Regions from separate parts of the Zea mays genome. Here region 2 is linked to region 1. The links are chromatin contacts, called in public HiChIP or PLAC-seq maps. All regions are on one chromosome and are shown on one strand. Each heading gives the region's core, a stretch centred on a gene start, on an enhancer-like site or on the middle of the called end of the contact. The rest is flanking DNA. Distances are from core to core; before and after follow the strand shown.

Region 1 (7,846 bases), core at 2,793-5,292:
TAACAGCCCCTTTAAATCAGATTTAACAAATCTTGTTAATATAGAAAGTCCAGAAATCTCTACGATGATTGCGGAGCGCTCAGAATGAATTTTGAGATAAGGTCAGATCCGTTGGAAAGAAGATAAGATAAGCTTTCCAGATTGTATTTAAACTTCCAAATCGGACATGAGATGTATCCGTGGTGGCAAAAACGAACCAGAGATGTTTATGGTGATGGTGGATCTCGTGGTGACAAAAACGTGGTAGAACTCAAAACTCTAAAGGAATAAACTAAGACCAGCAACTCGACACAACCGATGCAACCAAAAACTCAACAAGCCCTAGCTAAGTAGTACTAGTAAATGCTCAATGGTTTATAGGATTGCGGTAAAACTAATCTACTATTTTTTTGGCTTTTTCTGGACTATAGGAGATAAGAAAACAGCGAAGAAAAGTAAATCTCTCACCGATAAACCTTGCTCTGATTACCAACTGATGTGCACCCGTTGGGTGATTGCCCGATCTTTCGATGAGAGGGTGTGGAATAACTCGATTGGGGGAGGAGACGACGTTCACAGCCCGACTACAGCCTTCCAAAGACGCTGCGCCTTAGCAACCGATACACCACCTCCTATGGCTGTCACGATCTTGTGGAGCGTGACACCCTGGCCACTAGGGCACTCGTCCTGCAAGCAATCGAAGAACTAGCAAGAACAAGTAGAACAAGTACTGAATTACCAGATCTAAATGTAGGTTTCAAAGTCAAACTCCAATATGGTGGGGTTCCGAAGACAAGAAGACGGGCGGCTGAACTAGCACGCGCGCTTGCAAGCAAGTAGCGAGAGCTAAACTTGATCTAAACAAAACCCGCTGTTCTTGGTGGCGGCTAGGGGGTCTATAAACATGGGAGGACGACCACAAGGGTATTGGGGTCGTGCTGCAACCCTAGGATGCGTCCCTAATGGACCTAACTTGATACACGACCCATTGGGCCAAAATAGGGTGACGCAGCACCATGGGCAGAAAAGGCAGAAAATATCTCGGTAAGAAAACAATGATTACGGCGGCCTCAGAACAGATATGACTATAATTCCGGATCCATATGAAAGTAGACTTGATAAGCTTTCCATGTTGTGCTTGAACATTCCAATCCGAGCCCGCATCTGACCGTGGTGACCGTCACAAGTTGGTGTTCTTCTGCAGTCCGAATCCAGCATGTTCAAATCCTTTTCCCTTTCGGTCTTCTCCCTGGTTCCTAAGCAAAACAAGAGTGCACGGGTCTCCATGGTCTAAATAAGATGGACATGAACTCAAGAGTGTAATCACCTGATGGTTGAGTTGACGAGCACGAGCGCGAGTAATGGGACCAGAAATTGGTACTTGTATTGGCATAGATGTATCAGTAGTGTGGATGTCTTCATCAGTCAGTGGAGCATTGTATGCCAAGGCCGTGAGCCCTGATCTGTTGACGGGGAATTGATGGGGACGGTAGATGTTTGAGGGGATGGATTGCCCCTACATGTCGTGTGTTTAGGTTCACCTAGCAAGGTTAAAACTCGAATCGAATCGTCTGCTTCTCGCAGCTAATGAGACTACTTGATCCATTACACTACATTGAGTAATAAGTGGAAATGAGGTTACTGGCAAAAAGATGTTGGTTGACTAAATTGCTTGCTACCAGGAATGGATAGTTAGGTGCTCATCCAGTCTAAATGTATTATTCTAAAACCTGAAAAGCTAAAACTTGTTTTAGACTCAGCTAGTGCTTTTGGCAAACCAAACCCCTCAGCCCAATAGCTACATGGTCTAGAGGTAGAGGAGTAGACTCCTCACACCGGGTAAGTCTAGCTGAGTATTAGTATACTCAACCTTGCTTGTGGCATAATTTTTTATAGGTACTTCCTTGGATGATTTGGTTGATGGTGTGACTTGGCCTTCATCCCTGCCACCGGGATAGACGGTCGAATGGGTAACTGCTTTCGCAGGAGAGGACCAGGAGGAGTAGCGTGGCCAGGCTTCGCCATGTTACTCGGTTTTCTCCGTTAGTAATTTCTGTTGTATTAAAAACTATGGTTACTGTTTCTTAAATTCCGATAATGTAATCACTACTGATACTTCCTTAATTTGTGGTATTATGCTTTATTGTATTTCTCTGTGCCTCACCTTCGAGTGAGCTAGTGGTATTCGATCCTTGGTAAGTGGCTTTATCAGACTAGATTCGAGGAATTGACAGTTTATTCTGATTTAATTGTGTCGTTGCCTCCAAGGCGAGACTTGGGCACTTAAGTTAGAATAATCTAGGCGGTTCTGCCATAGAGACGCAGTTCCATCTAGCCCGAGGCCAACCTCGGACGGGAGATGTTGTTCTGTCTCGCCCAAGGCCAACCTCGGGTGGGAGATGGTGTTCTGTCTCGCTAGAGGCCAACCTCAAATGGGAGATGTTGTTCCACCTCGCTCGAGGCCAACCTCGAACGGGAGACACTATTCTGACTTGCCCAAAGCTAGCTCTGGCCGGGGGAAGGAGTCGTGACTTGCTCGAGGCCAACCTCCGGCGGGAGATGCAGTTGCGACCCACCCAAGGCCGACCTTGGGCAAGAGCCGAAAATTCTCCATGGGCCGCTTGATGGGCCTCCTGATGACTTGCGTAGCAAGGCATGCCCTCAGGCTGCAACCAAATTGGATGAACTCGACCCGGGGAAGCGAAGACCGAGTCATGCGCTGATGCCTTGGGAAGGAAGGTTGAGCGCTAGACCCGAGGAGGCGAAGACCGGACGACCGAGTCATGCGATAAAGCCTCATGCAGGGAGGTTGAGAGTACCCAAATATAAATTGAAGAGAAAACAAAATAGATGGGGCTCAGAATATAACCTGCAAGGGCTAACAAAAATCAACAATAAAACTGAGTACATATCTATGGGTTTGGGAATGATGAGTAGAGTTGTTTCTTCAGTCAAGTTATAGGGAAAAAATCAGACACAATTAGTTGCATAGGAAATGGGATCGATTGCTCGCTCCCCAGACCCGCCCCTGCTTTAGCACGAAGTGGTGGAAGGAGTTGGTGGACAGCGGCGCGGCGAGGAATGACGGCATGAAGAAGCAACGTTCTGAATCAACTGATCCAACCATCGAACCAGGGGAACCTAGCCATCTCTATTTCATTACCAATGTCGCAAGCACCATTCACCATAACAGCGCATCCGCCATTGTCAACTTCGAGAATGCCACACCCATAGCTGCACCCCGCCGAGGGTGCTGGCGTGGCGGTGACGTGGTCGGCGGGAGAATCGCCGCGGTGGACGACCTACTGTGTTGGTCGTGGACTGAGGACATCTTGGACCGGCCACCATTCACCACACCAATGCATCCACATGACAAACGTTGAGAAGGCCGCCTCCGTGGCTGCATTGGCCGAGGGCAACAGGGCACGAGCTGCGATGTAGCCAATGGGAGAATTGGCATGGAGCGGCACGACATCTTGACGGGGGAGGAGGGACTGCCGACGTGGGTGAGTGGGGTGGGGGTGAGATGGGGAAGAGCATTCAGCGGCGAGGGGTGGCCAAGCACCCGTCGTGGTTGGGGAAGACAGCTTCGTCTAGAAGGGTCTAATGCTTTAACCGAAGGCCAACTCATTCCATGTTAGATGAAGATTATGTAGCTGGCAAAGCAAGAGGTGATGTGGACGAACGGGATGCGGTCTTTGCTCCCGCTTTTAATATATAGGATATGAAACGAATATGCATTTTCTCTCGCTGCAATGCTCTATAGCAAGTGCCATCCAAGTATACAGCAGATTAATATTACTGTGCGTAATATTGTATGTTAAACGGCCTGAAAGGCCCAATAAAGTGCCCCAACATTGAACTTTTGATGACTGGACTGATTCAATACCCTAGAAAGTCCAATCAGACCAGGAAGGCAATCCTATGGGCTGACAGTACGCTAGGCCCACCAAATCCTAGCCGCCATCCCAGGGAAAATATCGAGCGATCCTCTCACACCCGCACCGCACTTCTCTCCAAAACAGCACCAGCAGCAACCACCGCCGGCAGCTTTCTCGTCAAGCCCGGAGCGCTGGACCTGGACGCGATGTTGTCGCCGCCTTCTTTTGCTCCTTCCCATATTGTCCCCAATCTCACCCTCTACTCCAGGCGAACTGTCGCATCCGCCGCCGCGGCCACCGCGGCCTCGCCCTCGCCGGCAGGAGGGCACGGCCGCCGCCCTTTGCGCTACGCCGTCCTCGGCGCCGGCTTTGCGGGTCTCTCCGTCGCGTGGCACCTCCTCAAGGTCACCCTCCACTTCCCCTCTTCCTTCTCTCCCGGTGTACTGTGACAAGAAAAATCGGCTGAATCGACACTGGCGCGATTTCAATGTCAGCATAGCCCGAGGGATTCCCGCGTGTCAGTGGACATCTACGACGAGAACGGGGTCGGCGGAGGCGCGTCGGGCGTCTCGGGTGGACTTCTCCATCCCTACTCGCCTAAAGGTCTTCCTCCATCGTCTCAACCAAACAATCTTAAAGTCATGGGAAATTTGGATCCATACCATTAAAAGATCATCACTTTGGATCCATACCATTACTATCTCACTTACATGTGGGTCCACATGAGTCAATGACATATGGGGTCCATGGTATATATCTAAAGTTTGGATCTTTTAATGGTATAGATCCAATTGTTCCTAAAGTCATTGGTTTCGTACCCAACCTATGTGGCTACTCAGCTAATGGCCTGGCATCTGTTATGCGATTGAATTCTTTGTTAACTACAGTGAAGCTTCTCTGGAGGGGTGCTGAGTTCTGGAAAGAAAGCATGGATCTCCTTCGCAGCGCCGAGCAAGCAAATGGAACCTCGGTATCAAATACAACTAGTCAAGATGATAACCTTATCTGGAGAAGGCAATGCATGCATCTTTGCAGCTACTGTATTCTGTAGTCCTTCACTTATTGTCTTCGCCTTTTATATATTTATAAGGCTGTTTCCAACGGCGCACCATAATCTGCCCCCACCTGTACGTTGGGGGTTCAGGAGCTCCAACAGTTTTCCCCTGCCGCTCCCCATATGGGGGAGAGGAAACTCCCCCATATGTAGGGGGAGCATTATTCACCCCTATACATTAATTATGTTATTTCTTTGCGATATTAACTTTGTTTAAGCTTTGTAACCTGATAATAATGTATATTATGGTAGTACAAATATTCTATGATTTTTTAAACTTCGAAAACTGATAATAAAATGTTATATAACTAAGTTATATTGTATAGGGGAGCTATAGATTGGAGGAATGGTTGGAGACTTCTTGTAGGTAGGGGGGGGTTTATCTTTTTAGGAATGTAGTGAAATATAATAGAAAATACAAATATGAGGAGAAATATGGGGGGAATGGTTGGAATTGGTCTAAGGAGAGCTTCTAACTGAGCAGGGGGATTGTACGACCGCCTACAACTGAGAAAGCTGCAGCCATATTGCTGGAGGTACTGCTGGATTGAGATTATGCAGATATGCTAAGGTGCTTCTTTTGTGTTTCTTGGTGCATCATTTTAATTGCTTCAACCTATTCAAGATAGAATGTTCAGAAATGCCTCGAGAGTTGCAGCCTTCAACTGCTTGATTCTGATGCTGCACAGCGTCTAATCCCTGGGCTGTGTACTCCATTTGACTTCGCAGTTTACATGCCACTGGCACTGAACATCAACCCTAAGAAATATCTGCAGGTTTTGCATTTCTTCTTGTATTGTGTCATTGCCACTTGTTTTTGCGATTCTCTGTAGCCTGTACCTTGATAAGCAGATCTATTTCTTTCTTGGGTCTGTACAGGCACTGTTCTCTGCATGCCAAAATCTGGCAGATGAAGCCTCCTCATTACCAAGTGAGCAGAAAGAAATCAAGCTTTACAAGCAACATGTTGATAATCTACACCTTTTGGCAGGTAAATTTTAGTATTAATTAAAAAATTAGTAACTTGTATTTTCTGTTGTGTCTTTGTCTTTCACATTTTAGCTTCCAAAACTACATTTGTATTATTGGTATCTGCTTAAGCATTTTAAGTGTATTTTTGGTCTCTGCTTAAGTGTCAGCTTACTCTTAATAAGTGTGGTAGAGAACTACAGATGTTAATGGATTGCATATATTTGACAGTTTGTATGGCTCTCTGAAGCAATTGCACTGCAGTAAGATTTTTTTTACACATAAGGCACTTCAAACATGTGCAGGCAATTATGATTCGGTGATCATCTGCCTTGGGGCCAAGGCTTGCTCACTTCCTGAACTTGCAAATAAGTTGCCTCTTAGGACCTGCAGAGGAGTTATCGCTGAATTTCAGTTGCCATCCACTACAGTGTAAGGAGTTTCTGCATAATGAATATTTACACTGTTTGTTTGGCGATTCTGGTTGATGGATATTGCGTATACCTGTTTGTTTGGCGATTCTGGTTGATGGATATTGCGTATACCTGTTTGTTTGGCGATTCTGGTTGATGGATATTGCGTATACTTTCTGCAGAGAAGAATATGACAGTCAAAGTGCTTCAATCTTATCTGATGCATGGCTAGCATTCCAAGGTCCCCGAACTGTTTCTATCGGATCAACTTGGCAATGGATTTCTGAGAACGATTCTTCAACTGTTTCCGATGAAGAATCTCTTACTGCAATCGAAGAGTTGCTCCCTAAAGCTTCTGGCGTATATCCAAGAATTAGTAAATGGGATTTTGTACGCGCAAGAGCTGGAATACGAGCCATGCCTCCACTTACAACAAATGGGTCATTGCCACTTTTGGGTTGTTTGGATGATTTACTAGGCAATAAGAGCAACTGCACATTTTGGCTAGTTGGTGGACTTGGTGCACGAGGTCTTCTGTATCATGGTTTGGTTGGAAAGTTGACTGCCAAAGCTGCGATTTCCTGTAATGAAAACATAATACCTTCTGAGTTCACGTGCTGGAATATAGTTAAGCCTTAGTGAGAACTGCTAACATCGTCCAAACTTCAAGCACGCATGCTGTGTTTGATCTGTAGGAAATAAAACCTTTGTAGATGAGCCAAATCCTGACAAGGATGCTGGCAAAACCCATGATGTCATCCTGGTGCAGTGAGCCAGTCACTACTGCATATTGAAATCTGCCCAATGCATTCCATGTCCGTCCATGTAAACACAAATGACACCGCGACTCTGCAAGTAAGCTGAGGTTCTGCTTCAGTTGCCTGGGCTTGCGTTTAAAGAATTGTGCTTAGCCTATATGTTTTCCTTGCTGAACTCAAATGGCACCTCTGAAGCTTGGTTGAGGTGCCAGTCTCTCTGTCCTAGTAAACAATTGGCTGAGTGGAGCAGAGGTCCGTTGGCATTTGTTCCTACACTTTCATATTACTCTTATAACCCTTTGTGTTTCTTTTTCTAATTTCTTCTCTATTTCGTACTGTTAGTTGAATCATCACTTCAGTAAACCTCTCAAAGGTTGAGTTTTGCATGAGTAGAGTATTCAGATCATTAAATTATTCTGGCATTCACTAAACTAGTTAGATGAGATTCAAGCTCGAAACAATTTAGCATTTACCATGTTTGATGTTATATTCTCATGATTTAATTGATTTTGAAATATAAGAAACATTTTGAAATGTAGCTAAATGATGTAGGCTTTTACTCGTCGGTCCGCCTTGTCACAGACGAGGAAGATGATCTTTGGATTACCCAAATGCTAATGAAAACTCAACACGAGCATTAGAACATGGCAAGATTTGGTGCTGCCAAAATAGACTGCTACTTAGGTGTGTTTTATTGATCTGTTTATATACACAATTGTAAAGGCTCACAGCCACAAATCACTAGGCGTGTAATCGGATCGGATATGAATGTCATCATCGAAACTATATTTG
Region 2 (7,605 bases), core at 2,052-4,551, 660 kb before region 1:
GGGTGGCTGAAGAACTGATGCGGCTACCCCTTCAGCAACAGCTTGTAATTGTCGCTTGATACTATCTTCTCCAGGTCCTTTCAGAAGTAAAAAAAGAATGAAAGAGAGTGGCAGAGGAATTGTTGCTAGTCCATTATAATTTTTAAATAATATCGTAGTAGTACTGCCTAAACAGTATAGCATGATAGTGTACCAACCTTTGTTCAATTTAACTGTGTGCATATCCTTAAAACATGAGTCTTCTTCTGAGGGTATGGCAGCATGCATGTTCATATCAGGCATATGGCCATCAATATATTGACCTCCAGAAACAACAGACTCCTTAGTTAGCTTGTTTGGTCTTGGAGGCACTAAAGATGCATTGCCCACTGCTTTCCAAGGATCCTGATTTGAGAAAAGTGAATCTGCATAAGCCGGTTCCTGTGTACCTTCAACACGATCAATACCAACAGTAGACTGCAATGGAAATTTGTTACTGCCATTGGGGGGAATTGAAACCAAGTGATTGGCCATTTCTTTAGGACGCTGTACAGGTGATCCAGAAGGAACCTGAGCACCAGAGTTAGATGGTAGCACAGTAACCTTTTCATTAGAACCAGGTGGTTCAATGGGAGCTATAAGGTTGCTCTGGACAGCCAGATTGGGTGGTTGCTGGATTATGTCAGGATGGACATTTTGTGTACCAATATCAAAAGCATAACGTGGCTTCTCACTGTGCCTGGAAATGTTTTCCTCTTGGTTGAATGCAGGAGCAGCAAAGGCATTTGTAATCCCTATATGATACCCTCCAGCTTGAGATTTGTAGATAGAACTACCATCAATATTTAAAGGTAGCTTTCCAACTTTGGCATGATCAATGATACCATAAGTAGAAGGCTTCCCATGCACAGTAGATTCTGGTGGTGCAATAGGACCCAAATGAACTGCTTGCGTATGAACATCGATAGCTCTGGCATAGTCATGAAGAAGATTGTGTGCATATTCTCTCAGCGGTTCCGCTGCTGGATGATTTGAATCCTTGTATGCACTGGCATCAATGCCTTGTGGGCCATTCACTAGAACTTGTGCTGGCTGCATGCTATAAGAGAATAGTTGCTGCTGGTACCTGACAGGATCTTCAGCCCCAGCCTGAGGAGAATGACCGACAAATACTCCATCTGGAGCAGGTGCACTGGACACTGGTAAAGGAATCACGGTGGGTTGAACCGGCACACCTGTATCCGGAGATGCAGTTGCCTGAACTGCAGGTTTTCTGGCAGGAAGAGTCGAATTAAATTGTGTCATCACTGCTGTGTTCCCAGCTCTTGGTTCCGCCACATAGTTTGTAGGAGTTCCTGAACTTGCACCTAGACTAGATTTGTTGGATCCACTGTCTTGATGGGGGCTATAAAACATTGGAGCTGCCTCAAGGTTGCCTGTTGCACGAGAATTTCCCTGCTCCCGGATAATATTATCTGAATGAGCATGTGGCAATGCTTTTTGGCACATTGTGCAATCATCATATCTCAATGATGGAACAGTGGCCGAGCTAACCACCACAGGAATTGTGCCTGAACTGGTCACCACTGGCATGCTTACTGCACTTATCATCGCTTGTTGAACACCAAACCTCTGCCTCTGCGCATCATTTGCCTGCTGATGCACAGAAGACAAAGGAGGAAGCTGTGATAGCGGAGTTTGCACCACCCGGTAACTATGATCAACCTGAGCTTGCACTGGCCTTGTGAACTGTGTGGTCTCCAGAACTGGTTCTGCACCTGCGGAAGCAGGCCTGAACGTACTGCCTTGAGCAGCAGTGGTGGCCAAAGAACCCGTCACAGGAATGCTGGGCATGAATTGGTTCATATGCACAGGCACGTAATTGACAGATTGCGGCACCCCATGCCCACCAAATTGTTGGGTGTTGATGTATTGTACCTGCTGTGGCTCTATGTACGACTGCGGCACCTGCTGCACATAAGCAGCAGACTGAGGATGCTGGTGTTGTACATAATGGGTGACTTGAGGCTGCTGCTGCACATAAGTGGTTACTTGAGGCGGCTGATGCGGTGTTGCATAAGCAGGAGCAACCTGATGAGGCGGTAACGTTGATGGCTCTGTCACAACAAAGATGGGATTTTGAGCCGGGATGCCCATCGCCGGAGATGACAACGAGACTGCAGTGAACCCAACCGACTCCGGGAAAGCACTAAGGTAATGGGCCCCACCTGAATATGAATACTCAGTTGCAGCGGACGCAGGCGGCGGCACCGCCCGCGGTGACATACCTTCCACTAGGCCGCTGTACTCGGATGCCTCGGAGTTGTGTGCGGAGGAACCGGCACTGGCGACACTGTCCTTCGGACGCATGGCCACGGCCATAGCCTCCGCGGAGACGCAGTTGATGGTGTCGATGTACCGCTGCCCAGACTCGTCCACCGCGGCGACGAGGTGGGACCCGGAGCCAGAGCCGGCCGCATCGCTCCCGGAGGCCGGGAAGAGGAAGACCCGCAGCTTGGCGGAGCCGTCGGGCGCGGCAGCGGCCAGCTTCTCGTACTCCTCCATCATGTTGTCGTAGTCCTCCGGGCCTGAGACGGAGATCAGCGAATCGAGGTCCTCCCCAGGGAGCTGGTACCTGAGTAGCACCCCGCCAGAGGAGGCGGAGGCCTCGTCCACCGCCTCCACCTTCCGCAGGAGCTCCCCGAAGGAGGCGGCGCGCGGTACGGAGATGAGCCGCGTCTGGCCGCCCACGTACCGCAGCGCCCCGTCCCCGGGCCTCGGCGCAATCCGGCCCCCGTAGCTGCACATCAGCTTCACCTTCCCCGCCCCAGGCGTCTCGTCCTCCCCGCCCCACGCCCTCGAGCTCGGGCTGCTAGGGTCCACCGCCGGCGCCACGGCTCCCCTGCTCGCCATCACCGCCGCCTAGGGTTCCCGCCGCTCGCGCGCACCGCTTGTTCGCCGAGGCCCCTGGCGAGGGCGCAACAGAATCCGAAAGGCGCGCTGGGGGAGGGGGGAGGGGGGAGGCCGGAGGCGCGACGTGAGTCTCGCGCGGGGTTTTCCTTCCTTCCCGCAAATCCCCGCTTGCCTTGCCACTCTCTCGCTCGGTCGGCCACGGCCGCGCGCGGCACGGCAAGAGGCTGGCTCCGCTCCACCTCCACCGCGGAGGCACCGAAACGAATCGCGGAATCGGCAGTGGGGTCTGGAGAACGGGCGATGCTGCGGATAAATTCTCCCGGGCCCTCCTGCGATCTCCACGTTGCACAGTTTCGTGTCTGACAGGCGCGCTTCTTTTGGCCGTTACGGCGTTACCCACTGATCGGCTGCGCTGGCTAGATTAACGGTGCTTAGCTGCCGGGACGCAGGCCCAGTCGTTAGGACAGATTCACAACTAAAAAAAATCTGGACCTACGATTTACCATGGGTGTGTCTGATACAGGGCTAAGGGCCCGTTTGGATTTCGAAAACTAATATGTTTGAATACTGGTTAGAAATACTAAATATAGATTAATTAAAAACTAATTACTTATAAACAGTTATAAACAGTAAGACAAGTTTTTTAAACCTAATTAGTTTTATGATTCGCTTACGTGATACTGCTGTAAACATTTTCTAATATTATATTGTTGTGGGTAAGAGTATCTCTAACAAATTCCCAAAAATATGTGTCCAAATACACAAGTATTGGGATCTATTACTTAAATTTCTAAAAAAAGTGTCAATGCTCCAATGGCTCCTAATACTATCAAAAACCTAATCAATTTGTTATTGTGACCCACAATATTTGTGTGTTGATCGTCCATGTCACGATGTTTTTTGTGCCACTCTGTTCGACCAAAAATATGGAAACAAAAACAGCGACAGCGTCACCAGGTCATGTTGTCCATGTCATGTCACGTTGTGGGGCCGTTGGTCATGTCACATTGCCCATGTCTCTATCTGGTTGTGGGGTCGTTGGTCCATTGCGAGAAGAGGACGACAGCTGCCTCACCAGGTCTCACGTGTGAAAATGGGTACTAGCAGAGGCGAGAAACAAAAACCAGCGCAAGAACAAAAAAAGGTGGAAGATTGGGAGCACATTGGGCGGTTGGATTGCTTTTCTTCTTCCTTCTTTCTTGTTTCCAACTCAATTGTAATCAAGGCAAGAGACACCAATTGTGTGGTGGTCCTTGTGGGGACTTAGTGTCCCGTGTGATTGAGAAGAGAAGCTCACTCGGTGTAAGTGACCGTTTGAGAGAGGGAAAGGGTTGAAAGAGACTCGGTCTTTGTGACCACCTCAATGGGGAGTAGGTTTGCAAGAACCGAACCTCGGTAAAACAAATCACCGTGTCATCCGCTCTTATTCGCTTGTGATTTGTTTTTGCCCTCTCTTTTGGACTCGTTTCTATTTCTAACGCTAACCCCGGCTTGTAGTGTGTGCTTAAGTTTATAAATTTCAGATTTGCCTATTCACCCCCACCCCTCTAGGCGACTTTCAATTGGTATCAGAGCCCGGTACTTCATTAGAGCCTAACCACTCGAAGTAATGTCGGGAGCATCCGCCATGAGGGTGATCGGGACCGGCAACAAGTCCGCAAGCTCGGGGAGAACACATTCAAGGGAGTCCGCCCACAAGCACAAGGAGGAATCCTCTTCCTCCATCAAGTCCCAACGGAATGGTGACAAGAAGAAGAAGATGAAGAAGATGGTCTACTACGAGACCGACTCTTTGTCACCCTCCACCTCCGGCTCGAAATCGACATCCGTCACTTTTAAGCGCCATGAACGCAAGAAGTATAGTAAGATGTCCCTTCGCTATCCTCGTATTTCAAAACGCACTCCATTACTTTTCGTCCCATTAGGTAAACCACCTATGTTTGAAGGTGAAGATTATTCTATGTGGAGTGATAAAATGAGGCATCACCTAACCTCACTCCACAAAAGCATATGAGATATTGTTGAGTATGGAGCGCAGGTACCAAAGAAGGGGGACAAGGATTATGATTCAGAGGAGGTCAAACAAATCCAACACTTCAACTCCCAATCCACTACTATACTCCTCGCCTCTCTAAGTCGAGAGGAGTATAATAAGGTGCAAGGGTTGAAGAGTGCAAAGGAGATTTGGGACGTGCTCAAGACCGCGCACGAGGGAGACGAGGTGACCAAGATCACCAAGAGGGAAACAATCGAGGGGAGCTCGGTCGCTTCATGCTTCATCAAGGGGAGGAGCCACAAGCAATGTACAATCGGCTCAAGACCTTGGTGAACCAAGTGCGCAACCTCGGGAGCACAAAATGGGATGACCATGAAATGGTCAAGGTTATTCTAAGAGCACTCGTTTTTCTTAATCCTACACAAGTTCAATTAATTCGTGGTGATCCTAGATACAAGCTAATGTCTCCCGAGGAGGTTATAGGAAAATTTGTGAGCTTTGAATTGATGATCAAAGGCTCCAAGAAAATCATCGAGCAAGGCGCCTCCTCCACACCCGAGATATAACCCGTTGCATTCAAGGCGACGGAGGAGAAGAAAGAAGAGTCTACATCAAGTAGATTCCCCATCGATGCCTCCAAGCTCGACAATGAGGAGATGGCGCTCATCATCAAGAGCTTCTGCCAAATCCTCAAGCAAAGGAGAGGGAAGGATTACAAACCCCGCTCCAAGAAGGTTTGCTACAAATATGGTAAGCCTGGTCAACTTTATAGCAAAATGTCCTATCTCTAGTGACAGTGACAGGGGCGACGACAAGAGAGGGAAGAAGAAGAAGGAGAAAAAGAGGTACTACAAGAAGAAGGGCGGTGATACCCATGTTTGCCGGGAGTGGGACTCCGACGAGAGCTCCACTGACTCCTCCTCCGACGAGGATGCCGCAAACATCACCGTCAACAAAGGACTCCTCTTTCCCAACGTCGGCCACAAGTGCCTCATGGCAAAGGACGGCAAGAAGAAAAAGGTAAAATCTAGATCCTCCACTAAGTATGCAACTTCTAGTGATGAGGAAAATTCTAGTGATGATGAAGATAACTTGCTCACCCTTTTTGCCAACTTAAACATAAAACAAAAGGAAAAATTAAATGAATTGATTAGTGCCATTCATGAGAAGGATGAACTCTTGGATAGCCAAGAAGACTTCCTTATTAAAGAAAATAAGAAGCATGTTAAAGTTAAAAATGTTTATGCTCGGGAGATAGAAAAATGTGAAAAGTTAACTAGTGAGCTAAGCACTTGCCATGACACTATTTCCAACCTTAGATTTGAAAATGATAAATTGATTGCTAAGGTTAAAAATGAAATGTTAGTGATGATTCTCTTGTCAACCTTAAAAATGATAATACTAATTTACTTGCTAAGATTGACAAACTAAATGAATCAATTTCTAGCCTTAAAACTGAGAATGACAAATTAATTGCAAAGGCTAAGAATTTAAATGTTTGCAATGATATTGTTTCCAATCTTAGAAATGAAAATGTCATGTTACATGCTAAGATTGATGAGTTAAATGTTTGCAAACCCTCTACTTCTACCATTGAGCATGTATCTATTTGCACTAGATGTAGAGATGTTAATGTTGATGCTATCCATGATCACATTGCTATGATTAAACAACAAAATGATCATATAGCACAATTAGATGCTAAAATCGCCGAGCATGAGTTAGACAATGAAAAATTTAAATTTGCTCGTAGTATGCTTTATAGTGGGAGACGCCCTGGCATTAAGGATGGCATTGGCTTCCAACAGGGAGGCAATGTCAAACTCAATGCCCCTAAAAGATTGTCTAACTTTGTCAAGAGCAAGGCTCCCATGGCTCAAGATAACGAGGGTTACATTTTATACACCGCCGGTTATCCCGAGCACAAAATTATGAGAATTCATTCTAGGAAGTCTCACTCTGGCTCTCATCATGCTTTTATGTATAAGAGTGAGGCATCTAGTTCTAGGCAATCCACTCGTGCTAAATTGCCTAAGAAGAAAACTCCTATTGCATCAAATGAACCTAATATTTCATTTAAGACTTTTGATGCATCTTATGTTTTAACTAACAAATCAGGCAAAGTAGTTGCCAAATATGTTGGGGCCAAACACAAGGGATCAAAGACTTGTGTTTGGGTACCTAAGGTGCTTGTTTCTAATGTGAAAGGACCCAAGACCGTTTGGGTACCTAAGAACAAGGCCTAAACTTGTTTTGTAGGTTTATGCATCCGGGGGCTCAAGTTGGATAATTGACAGCGGGTGCACAAACCACATGACTCGGGAGAAAAGGATGTTCTCCTTCTACGAGAAAAACAATGATCCCCAAAGAGCTATCACATTCGGGGATGGAAATCAAGGTTTGGTCAAAGGACTTGGTAAAATTGCTATATGACCTGACCATTTCATTTCCAATGTTTTTCTTGTAGATTCTTTATATTACAATTTGCTTTCTGTTTCTCAATTATGCAAAATGGGCTACAACTGTCTTTTTACAGATTTAGGTGTTACTGTCTTTAGAAGAAGTGATGATTCAGTAACATTTAAGGGAGTGTTAGAGGGTCAGCTATACTTAGTTGATTTTAATAGAGCTGAACTCGACACTTGCTTAATTGCTAAGATTAACATGGGTTGGCTCTGGCATCGCCGACTAGCCCATGTTGGGATGAAGAATCTTCA

What was found. HiChIP or PLAC-seq counts read pairs in DNA pulled down with a chosen protein or histone mark.
Region 2: an H3K4me3 HiChIP or PLAC-seq map of leaf shows a contact between it and region 1, with 8 times the contacts expected there. The contact joins the promoter of LOC103629333 here to the promoter of LOC100285993 in region 1. A contact is called at or near these places in 1 of 25 Hi-C or Micro-C datasets (tassel) and 1 of 3 datasets of contacts at active chromatin or transcription factors (leaf).

Annotation. Positions count from the first base shown.
Region 1 is chr6:58,823,483-58,831,328 of Zm-B73-REFERENCE-NAM-5.0, reverse strand. LOC100285993 (oxidoreductase) reads left to right here and starts at 4,042. Exons shown (of 8, transcript NM_001158881.1): 1 at 4,042-4,264; 2 at 4,355-4,463; 3 at 4,748-4,874; 4 at 5,399-5,450; 5 at 5,544-5,690; 6 at 5,794-5,905; 7 at 6,189-6,315; 8 at 6,479-7,347. The coding sequence starts at 4,067. The coding sequence ends at 6,935.
Region 2 is chr6:59,478,542-59,486,146 of Zm-B73-REFERENCE-NAM-5.0, reverse strand. It overlaps LOC103629333 (Protein kinase superfamily protein with octicosapeptide/Phox/Bem1p domain), which reads right to left and starts at 3,301. Exons shown (of 9, transcript XM_008650484.4): 1 at 198-3,301; 2 at 1-77. The coding sequence starts at 2,892.